Regions from separate parts of the Columba livia genome. Here region 2 is linked to region 1. The links are chromatin contacts, called in public Hi-C maps. All regions are on one chromosome and are shown on one strand. Each heading gives the region's core, a stretch centred on a gene start, on an enhancer-like site or on the middle of the called end of the contact. The rest is flanking DNA. Distances are from core to core; before and after follow the strand shown. Region 1 overlaps LOC135578413 (a long non-coding RNA gene). Region 2 overlaps LOC135578416 (a long non-coding RNA gene).

What was found. A called contact is a pair of places that touch in the nucleus more often than the background predicts.
Region 2: a contact with region 1 is called in a Hi-C map of liver, with 7 times the contacts expected there. The contact joins two enhancer-like sites. A contact is called at or near these places in 2 of 2 Hi-C or Micro-C datasets (crop and liver).

What each region holds. Positions count from the first base shown.
Region 1 is chr2:17,282,698-17,287,004 of bColLiv1.pat.W.v2, reverse strand. The region is part of intron 3 of LOC135578413 (a long non-coding RNA gene); the gene reads right to left. Among named protein-coding and RNA genes, the nearest start is that of MAP3K8, 150 kb to the right of the region's middle. Within about 2 kb of position 1,929, at least 1 of the 3 cell types and tissues checked has an H3K27ac peak away from gene starts, as active enhancers do.
Region 2 is chr2:17,471,025-17,475,331 of bColLiv1.pat.W.v2, reverse strand. It overlaps LOC135578416 (a long non-coding RNA gene), which reads right to left. Exons shown (of 2, transcript XR_010469963.1): 2 at 4,046-4,307. Among named protein-coding and RNA genes, the nearest start is that of BAMBI, 5.3 kb to the right of the region's middle. Within about 2 kb of position 1,966, at least 1 of the 3 cell types and tissues checked has an H3K27ac peak away from gene starts, as active enhancers do.

The DNA of each region.
Region 1 (4,307 bases), core at 680-3,179:
CTGGGTTCAAATATATTGATAGAAGATGCACACATACAGCCACACATACACTCACACAGTCATGGCACAATCATAGAGGCCTCAACTTGCTGGAAAAACATGTTAAAACCCAGTCAAAATAGGTGCCTCGGGGCAGAGCCATCTCTTCTGGACATTTGCAGTAGCTCAAGCAGTGGGGAGGCAACAGCTGCTTCACTTTTCCCTCGGCAGGACAGGGTAGGAGCCAAAGGCATGGTGCACTGAGTTTTCCAGTGATGCTGCAGTGAGTCTGCTCAAGGCCAATTCAGGGGATCATGTCAACATGTGGAAGGGTCATTTATTCTATGAAAATGACAGATCGAGCTGAGTGATGCATTTGACCACATAACCTATTCTTTGATGGTGAGGAGTTGCTCTCAGCCTGTACTGAGCACAAAGTTCCTGGTTCTGCGTCAGGCTTGGAAAAGGGCATGTGTGCCCGAAGGGCTTGTCCATTTTCTCCAGCACTGTTCCCTCTTTCCCAAACTTTGCCTTGACACCTCAGCTCCCACAATGCTCATGCCATATGTGGATGGTCCCCAGGGATTTACAAGTGGAAGGACATTTTCCACTGGCCCTTGGAGTGGGTCAGAGCTGGGACTGGCTCTGGCAAAGAACAGCCTTTATTAGAAAGTCTGGCTGCCTATGGCTGAGAGAGTACTGGTAGTTCATGGAGGCAGCTAAATCATGGGCGTGTTTATTGGAATTGCAAATAGCTTTATACAGACGGGTTAGCCTGGTCACTGGGAATTTGTATGGGTAATTATGGGCTCATTATTATCTTCCCTGCAGGGAAGACACATGACCCAGCTGTTTGAGGAAAAAATTGGGCGCCAGGAACTCCTGGACCCTAATCCCAGCTCTGACACTCCCTTCTCTGGCCCTGGGCAAGTGACTTAACTTTGTGCCTTGGTTTCTCTGTCTGTAAAATAAGGATAATATCTCTGAGGAGTGTTGTGAGGATTAATTAGATAATGTTCATTTAATGCTTTGAAGATATGAAATGTGAAATCTTATTATACAGCTTGGAATGCTTTCCAGGCTCTTTTGATTTCTGACCGCACGCTTTCATTAGATCACCGCCTTCCCCGCGGAGGTGGATTCACTTGGGAGCCACCCCAGCTAATTTGGGAGTTGTTTTTTTCCAATAGCTTGGAGCGGTTCCCAAACACTCTGACTCATGCCGGCTCACTGGAGAAGCTGCCTCTGACACCTGACCCTGCCTGGGGAACGCCTCGGTGTGCGCTGGCTTTCGGGAGACAAGTCAGGGAGTGGCTGGAGACATCAGGTTTAACTGTCTCTAATGAAGCCAGGGATGGATTTTGCCTTCTGATCTTCTCCAAAAGCATCTGCACTTCTGGGATTCCTGGCTGACCAGGGATGTGAGGAACAGCTCCTTTCTCACTGTTCTGCCAAAGGTACAGGTGCTTTCTAAGCATCTGTCTAGATCCTGGTTTTGTCTTGATACTGTGAAGCATGGATGCATGAGACAAGGAATTATTTATACATATATAGGGAATTAAATTACCTCCTTAGTCATTTCCTTTACACACAGTCAGCTTCCTTAGAAGAGTGGTTCCTTAGAAAAATGTAGACTTCTGCCTGCTGCGCAAAGTCACTGTGCAGGACACTGTAAGGTCAATTATTGCTTATAAAGCAATAGCCCAAGTAAGCCTTATTCCTCAAATCTACTTTTTAAAATTGTTTAGTTGTCCTGTCAGCCTTATCAGTCCGCTCCACAGTGGGAAATTGTCCCTTCCCACACTGCCCCATGCTGCAGACCTTCATTCAGCAGCACTTGGGCCATGACAGCTGAGGTGACAAAGACAGGTGAGAGTGTGTAAGGTGTCGTGGCTGCCCCAACTGCTGGGACAGGTGGCAGGAGACTTGGACCCCCTGGGCTGAAACACAACAGGCTTGAAAATGCTTCACCTCATCCAGGAGCAGTGGATGCTCTGGCACAAACATCTGGCACAAACCTCAGCCCTTCAGGAGGAAAGAAGGCCTCCCGGGGTGTAGTCTCCCCTGGCACAGAGGGTTTGTCACCCACAGGATTTTGCCTGAAGATGCTGCGAGGGTTGAAGTTCAGCTACTCAAAAGCGTGAGCTCCCTCGAGTGGAGCGAACACCCCACTGCAGCGGCCGGCGGGGCGCAGCGCCGAGTCCCCTCCCGGGGTGACATCGACACTGCTGTGTACTCGGTGGGGACAGCGAGGTCCCCGTGCACCCGTGGGATCGGCGTGGTCAGCTCAATCAAAGAACCGAAATGTTGGAAAGAATAAGCAGCATGGAAGTAGATGACGAAATGCAGTGATTGTCAGAGCTGGATCTTGCTTCCTTTGAAATCAGGACCTTCCCCAAGGCAGACAAACTGCTCAGAAACTAATCCCCACCACTGCAAAGTATAGAATAGTCACAGAATCACAGCATTTTTGCTGGATTTTGGAGTAGCCCAAATTTATTTGCTCATCCCCTACCGTGAGAGTGAGATTTTTGTTCAGAGAGAGGTCCTTTCTGCTCACTGTTTTCCTCCAAAAACATCCTGAGAAGATGTTTTGTGAGGACACAGGTCTTCAAACAGAACTTGGACTCTAAAATTTGTCTGTCATGTGCCCTCATCTCTAATGCCTGGGAAAAGAGCAATACTTTGCCACACATCTCAGCTGTCTATATTGCACCAGATGAGTAAAAGAAACCCAAAGACAAGGGTGGAGAATATCTGGACAGCAGCTTTCACTCTTCATAGCTCTTGAGTATGGGAGTGTTGTCCTAGGGTGTTGGTGGTGGAACGGAGGAGACAGGTTCTCCACTTTGGGGGTGCAGATCATCTAACACCTTATCAATCACAAACAGCATAGGCTATACCTAGGAGTTATCAAACAACTAGAAAGATCGTCATACGGTGCAGGGAGCTGCTGGTGTGACACTCTGCTTGAGTGCCTTGTCACATTCTGCGTCCAACAGATGTAAGCTGTGTCCCTGAAAAAAGGCCCTGGGAAAGAGGCAGGGAGAAGGACTCAAGTCCCACCCAGTATAATGGAATGATAGAATACCAGGTTGGAAAGGACCTCAGGGATTGCCTGGTCTGGAATAAATTTTCTGGTCAGCTGACACTGAAAAAAGTCTGTGCTGGGCATTGCTGCAGGATGATCAATGAACAGCAAAAGAGGAATCCATCCAGCAGTACTTCCAGACTGCAAAAGTATATGGCAACGTAGACATGGACCCCCCGTCAGAGGGGCTGTGATGTGATGTGATGTGATCCGATCCTGGGAGCATGGTCAATGCTCATGGGCTTTCCAGTCCCTGTCCTTTGGCTCGCCTGTGTTCAAAATGCTGATACCATTTTAGGCACATCCAGGCAGACACATGCACTGGATGCTGTAGTCAGCATCCAGGTACAGGAACAATTCGTCTGTAGAAAGCTAACCTCTTTCTTTAGCTAAGCTTTGATTATATATGCCATCTGCTAAGTCATTGAAATCTCTTGGAATGAATATATGGAAGAATTATTATAATTGAATCTAAGTACTGCTCAAATTAATGTAAATATGACGCATCAGCCTAATAATTAAAGTTGTCAGGTATGGGTTTTATTCAGAGCTTGAATTAGGTTCATGCTTGAACTTGTTGATTTGCCTTGAAGCTTGTAAGGCTGAGCTCAAAAGGCAAAGTGTTGTGGGAATGCTGAAAACAACTCAATGGGGTAAAGGGCTCTTCTGCTCTACTCTGGGGACCTTCTCTCATACCATCTGCAGCACCCCTCACTGGGTACTTTGCATTATATGCAGTAGCCCCTTTATTTCATTTATGGAGATGTTTCACAATGTATGTGTGGCAACTGCAGCCCCCAAAGGTCTGGGCCTCACTGGAGGACACTGGCAGAGCTCCATGTCTCAGCCTGGTCAGCTGTGGGGGCTGGACCAGGCTAGGTCTGCCCAGGGCTGTTTGGGTACCTCCCCAGGGCTCCCACCTCCAGCCAGCAGCACTAGCAGAGTTTATTCACTTGGGAACCACCGTCTCACCAGCTGGGAGCCACTAGGCTGGGCTCATGTAACCATGAATTTTGGCTTGAATGACCCCTGGAAGCAGCCTGGTCAAACTTGCTCCACTATGCCCAGCCTCAGAACAGGCTGCCTGAAAAAGCACCATGTAGAAAACAAAATGAAGTGTTCCTATGGATGTACCAGCTCAGCATCTGGCTCCAAGTTCTTTTCTTTTCAAAGCGTGGCTATGAAACAGAGGCTTAGGTTCAGATTTGAAAGTTGAGAAAATAAACTAAGAATGGTA
Region 2 (4,307 bases), core at 717-3,216, 190 kb before region 1:
ACAAATACTCTTATTCCCTCTGGTTTTCATGGTAAAGTGAGAATTAAGATTTTATTCGTATTGCACATCTTTGCTTAGGTGTTCTGCTGTCTTCTTTTTCAAACAGCAGCTTTCTGGGCCTGAATTATTAAGGGCCTGAATTATTAAGGTCTCATTAAGATACATATCCACCTTCTGGAAGCTGCTGGTCCTTGCTCTGAGGTCTAGCTCTGCCTTTGGCCTTTCCTGTTGCATTTGCAAATGAATGTCAGGACTAGATCTCGGGCTAAACTGTCTGAGTGCTGCCTACTTAAGTAGCTGATACTCCAGTCTATTATAATGTATATGGACTTTCCTGGCTGGCTTGCATTGACTGCCTTGTCTCTGGCATTTGGCTCTGAAATATGCAGCTCAGAAAACAGAGGTTGAGCAATAAATATTGACTAATACTGAGTAACATATCACTAGAGAGTTTCTTTGTCTGCATCAAAAGCTTTTAGAGCTGCTGTTGTGGAGGGGCTGCTGACAACAGCTACTTATAAGAGCAGAGAACAGCCTCGCTTAGCCCCCACACCCTGCAGAGCATCCCAGGTTTTGGCTGCTGGCTATAAGCTCTCCGAGGTACAGACATCTGTGGTCAGACCTTGTGGACAGTCTGTCTTGCATGTGGAGATATAAACCTGAGAGGTTTCCTTAGAAAGACAATAGGTTCTTTTTTACCAAAGAGGTTCTGGTTTGACAGGACAACATGACTGTTCCACTAGATGCCTTATCTCCAAACTATAGCATTCTGTAATAAATGTTACTTTAATTTTGTTTTGTCTTGTTACAGTGATCTCAATTTCCAGGGATTTTTTTGGCCATGTCATGACTCCAGTGCTAGTTCTTATCTCCCACATGCATGCTATGCTGTGTCAGGACATAACTAATGATTTTTCATACTTGGGATCTAAAGTGAATTCCTAATATCTGCCATACCTTATCTCTAGACACCTGATAACCCAGAGCTGATAGGTGGTGCTTGACTTTTTAGGTACGGTTTATGAATCCTGACATGTAACACCTTTACATGGATGTTTCACAAGGTGATGGCTGAATCTTGGACATTAACTCCTGTGTGCAGGATGCAGTCGGGGGCAGGAGCTGATGTGAGCCCCGCGGTACCACCGGGTCCTGCACCGCTCTCGCTGTTCTGCCCATGCGATCACTTACCGATGCGCCTGCCGGCGGGTGCATCCTCCTGTTTCAAAAGCAGCTGCAGCGTTATCTAGCACCTCTTAGCCCTGCATCTGCACAGGACAGGTTGCTACGCCGGCTGTCCGAGCGGGCTCCGGCAGCCCTGCTAGGGCCGGCTCTGCCGGCAGAGGGCAAGACGTGCCCGCGGTGAGCCCCCAGCCGGCCCGCGGAGCCGGGCCCGGGCCCCGCCGGCGCTGCCACCGCATTACCGGCTTTCTGACTCCGGTGCCACCTTTTCGGTCCAGGCTGCATTAATCTAAAGGAAGGTACAATAAGCTCTTCACGGTGCTGGCGGCTTACGGAGCCCCCCTCGACTACTGAAGCTGCGAGGCGGGGTCTCTGTGGGTATGGAATCAAAGGTGAAAATGCAGTTGTGTCTCCTTTAAAGATGCTGCCAAACGCTGGTGTGAGCTCTGCTCTAAAGGCAGCAGTGTGCAGGCCAGGTACAGTGTCAGAGATACAGAAACACCTACACCGTGCCCAGGCAGACTCACAGGGGAAAGCCACAGGGCAGCAGGAGTTCCATTTCAGCATCCCTCTCCCGGCCAGGAGACAATGCTCCCCCCGCCCCTCCTGGCACCCCGGCGAGGCTGCAGAGGAGAGGGATGGGGTGGCAAAAAGGGGAGGAGGTGCAGAGTAGGGCTGAAGGTTAAGGGGCTGGGGCTGGATTTGTTGCCCTGCTATGGGCCGGGGCATTTGTCCTTGGCCGAGTTGATTTGATTCTCAGTGTGTGACTTTCAGCGCACAGTGAGGTTAAATACACTGAAGATGCTACAGACACAGGAGTCTTCTATGGAAAGGAAAAGGAGGACTCCGTGTCCACAAGACCAGTCAGATCCAGAGTGACTCCACTAAATGCATCAACTCCAGTGCTGCTGGGCCAGCAACACAGGAGACACACCCGTCCCGGGGGCATCCCTGCTGCAGCAGGCAGAGGCTGCACCGAGGGGGCTGCAGCCGGCAGATGAGAGGGCAGGGCTCGCTGCCGGCTGCAGGCAGGGCCAGCCGGGCTGGGCTGTCTCCATCTGTGTTTCACTTTGTATTGAATGATGTTAAGCAGAGCTGGAGCTGGCGCCTCGGCCTCATTACCTTCAATTACAATAATTGTTGCCTCTCTCCAGTGTTTTGCATTTCTCCCTGGGGGAATCTCTCTGCTGCTTCTTTTCCAGCCTTGCTCCAGCTTCCCCCTATCGATTGGATCTCTCTGGCCCCGGTCCTAGCAGCGATGCCTCCAGGAGGATAAACGCAAATCGTCCTATTGATTGGGAGGAGTAGGAGTGCAGTTTCGGGGGCGGGGGGAGGGGGAGAGAAGATTAGTTTTAAATGAAAAAAAGTAAGCTGATGAGCATGGCAGGAAATGCTTCACTTTCTGGGCCGCTTAAAAAGTGCGTCTTTATCATGTCCTGTATCTGGGGGGATGCAAATTGGTGCCACCTGGATGATATACCACATGTGCATGGAGGGGTGAATGCTGCTAAGCAGACACTGACCGTTTCCTTTTTATTTGATGTGAACAGGTACTACTGAACATTTCTGGAACACAGCTCTGCTCCTCCAGTTTGCAGGTAACTGAGTTTCACTGGGGACATGCTAATTGCTGCTGAAAGTGAGCAGGAGTGCAGGTCTCCATCCACCCCTGTGAACTGCCCCGGTATCCCCCTGGGAGTTATTCACCTGCAGGAACCTGCTTGGCAGCCTGTCTGTCACAGGGGAGCGGCTGGGGAAGGAGCCAGGTTTTGCGCTCTGCATAGTCTTAGCTCCTGAAGTGGCTACTTGATTCAATAAATCCATGGCCAGCCCCAGAAGTGGGAAGCCAAAGAAATTGCATAGAGTCATATTATGTTCCCTGCCCCCTGGGCTTTATGTTGATCATAGCTATGCTAGCTTAAGCCTTAATTATTTTTTTTAAAGGCAATAATCACCATGAATAAAGGTAATTCAGTAGAATTAGCTTGTGTGTATCATATCCAAAATGCTAGCAAAATAACTGGGAAAAGAAAGTTGTTTGTTGGCTGGTGTTGAGCAGTTAACAAGAAAAAAAAAATTCTGATTAATATTGCTCCAAAGAAGCTTTAAACAGTCCCAATGCTTTTAACTGCATATAATTTCCAAATGAGAAGTTCCCAGATGAATCATAATTGCAAGGTGCAAAAAAGAATGGATGTGGTGGGTGAATGTTGCTTCTGACACCAATTTGAAATGACTGCAGTGTAGCAGTACTAACCTGTCCTTGCTAGTGAAATCAGCATCTGATTTGGCAGTACTGGCAAATGCCAGCGTGCACACGTAAATCCAGCAGTATGCAAATCCTCAGCTCCTCAAGGAATGAGAGTTTCCCCAGGACAGGGCTGCTGGGATGCCCTGACTGTAGAGGTGAACCTGGATGGATTTCCAAACTGCAATTCTTATCCTTTTTTTTTTTTTTTTTTCCTTAAACTGGGGAGGAGGTTGGTGGAAGGGTTCAAACAGGCAGAGATATTGTATTAACATGATTATTGTTAGAGGTAAACTGTGGGGTTACATCCAAACATTTGGGGGAAATGGTGGTGAGTTGCCAGCATGCCAGAAAAGTTTATGGAAGGTGAGGAATTCATGGCAATGTTTAAAGCTGCCAGATGAAGGAATTACTTCCCACTGCACACCGTTTTTCTAGGGCTAGCTGCTTAAATCAGGAGCACCTGAAGGCTGAGATTTCAACTCCATTTAGTCAGTTTTGCAGGCACGCCACTGCTGGTGGCACACACATGGTAGACAGGAGCAGCAGGGACATGTGTTGATGCCAATTCATGTGACAGGGAATATATGAAAGAAGCAATACAAAGAAAGGAGATTGATATATTTTTATTTTTATTTCTTTTTTTCTGCAGAGTCAGAGAGGAGCTTTTCTCTCATTCAGTCGTACTCAGAAAGTGCTGCTAGGTTGGCCTCTGTCTTGGCATGTCTTATTTTCCTCCTTGATCTAGGAAAGACCTAAACCCCTCATGCCAGTCATCCTCTCGTGCCTGCACTGGGGCTCTCAAGCACATGGAGCTTCTGAGGAAGGTGGTGGATGTAGTCTGGGGTTTCATCGGAGGGATTTCACCAGCTGGCAT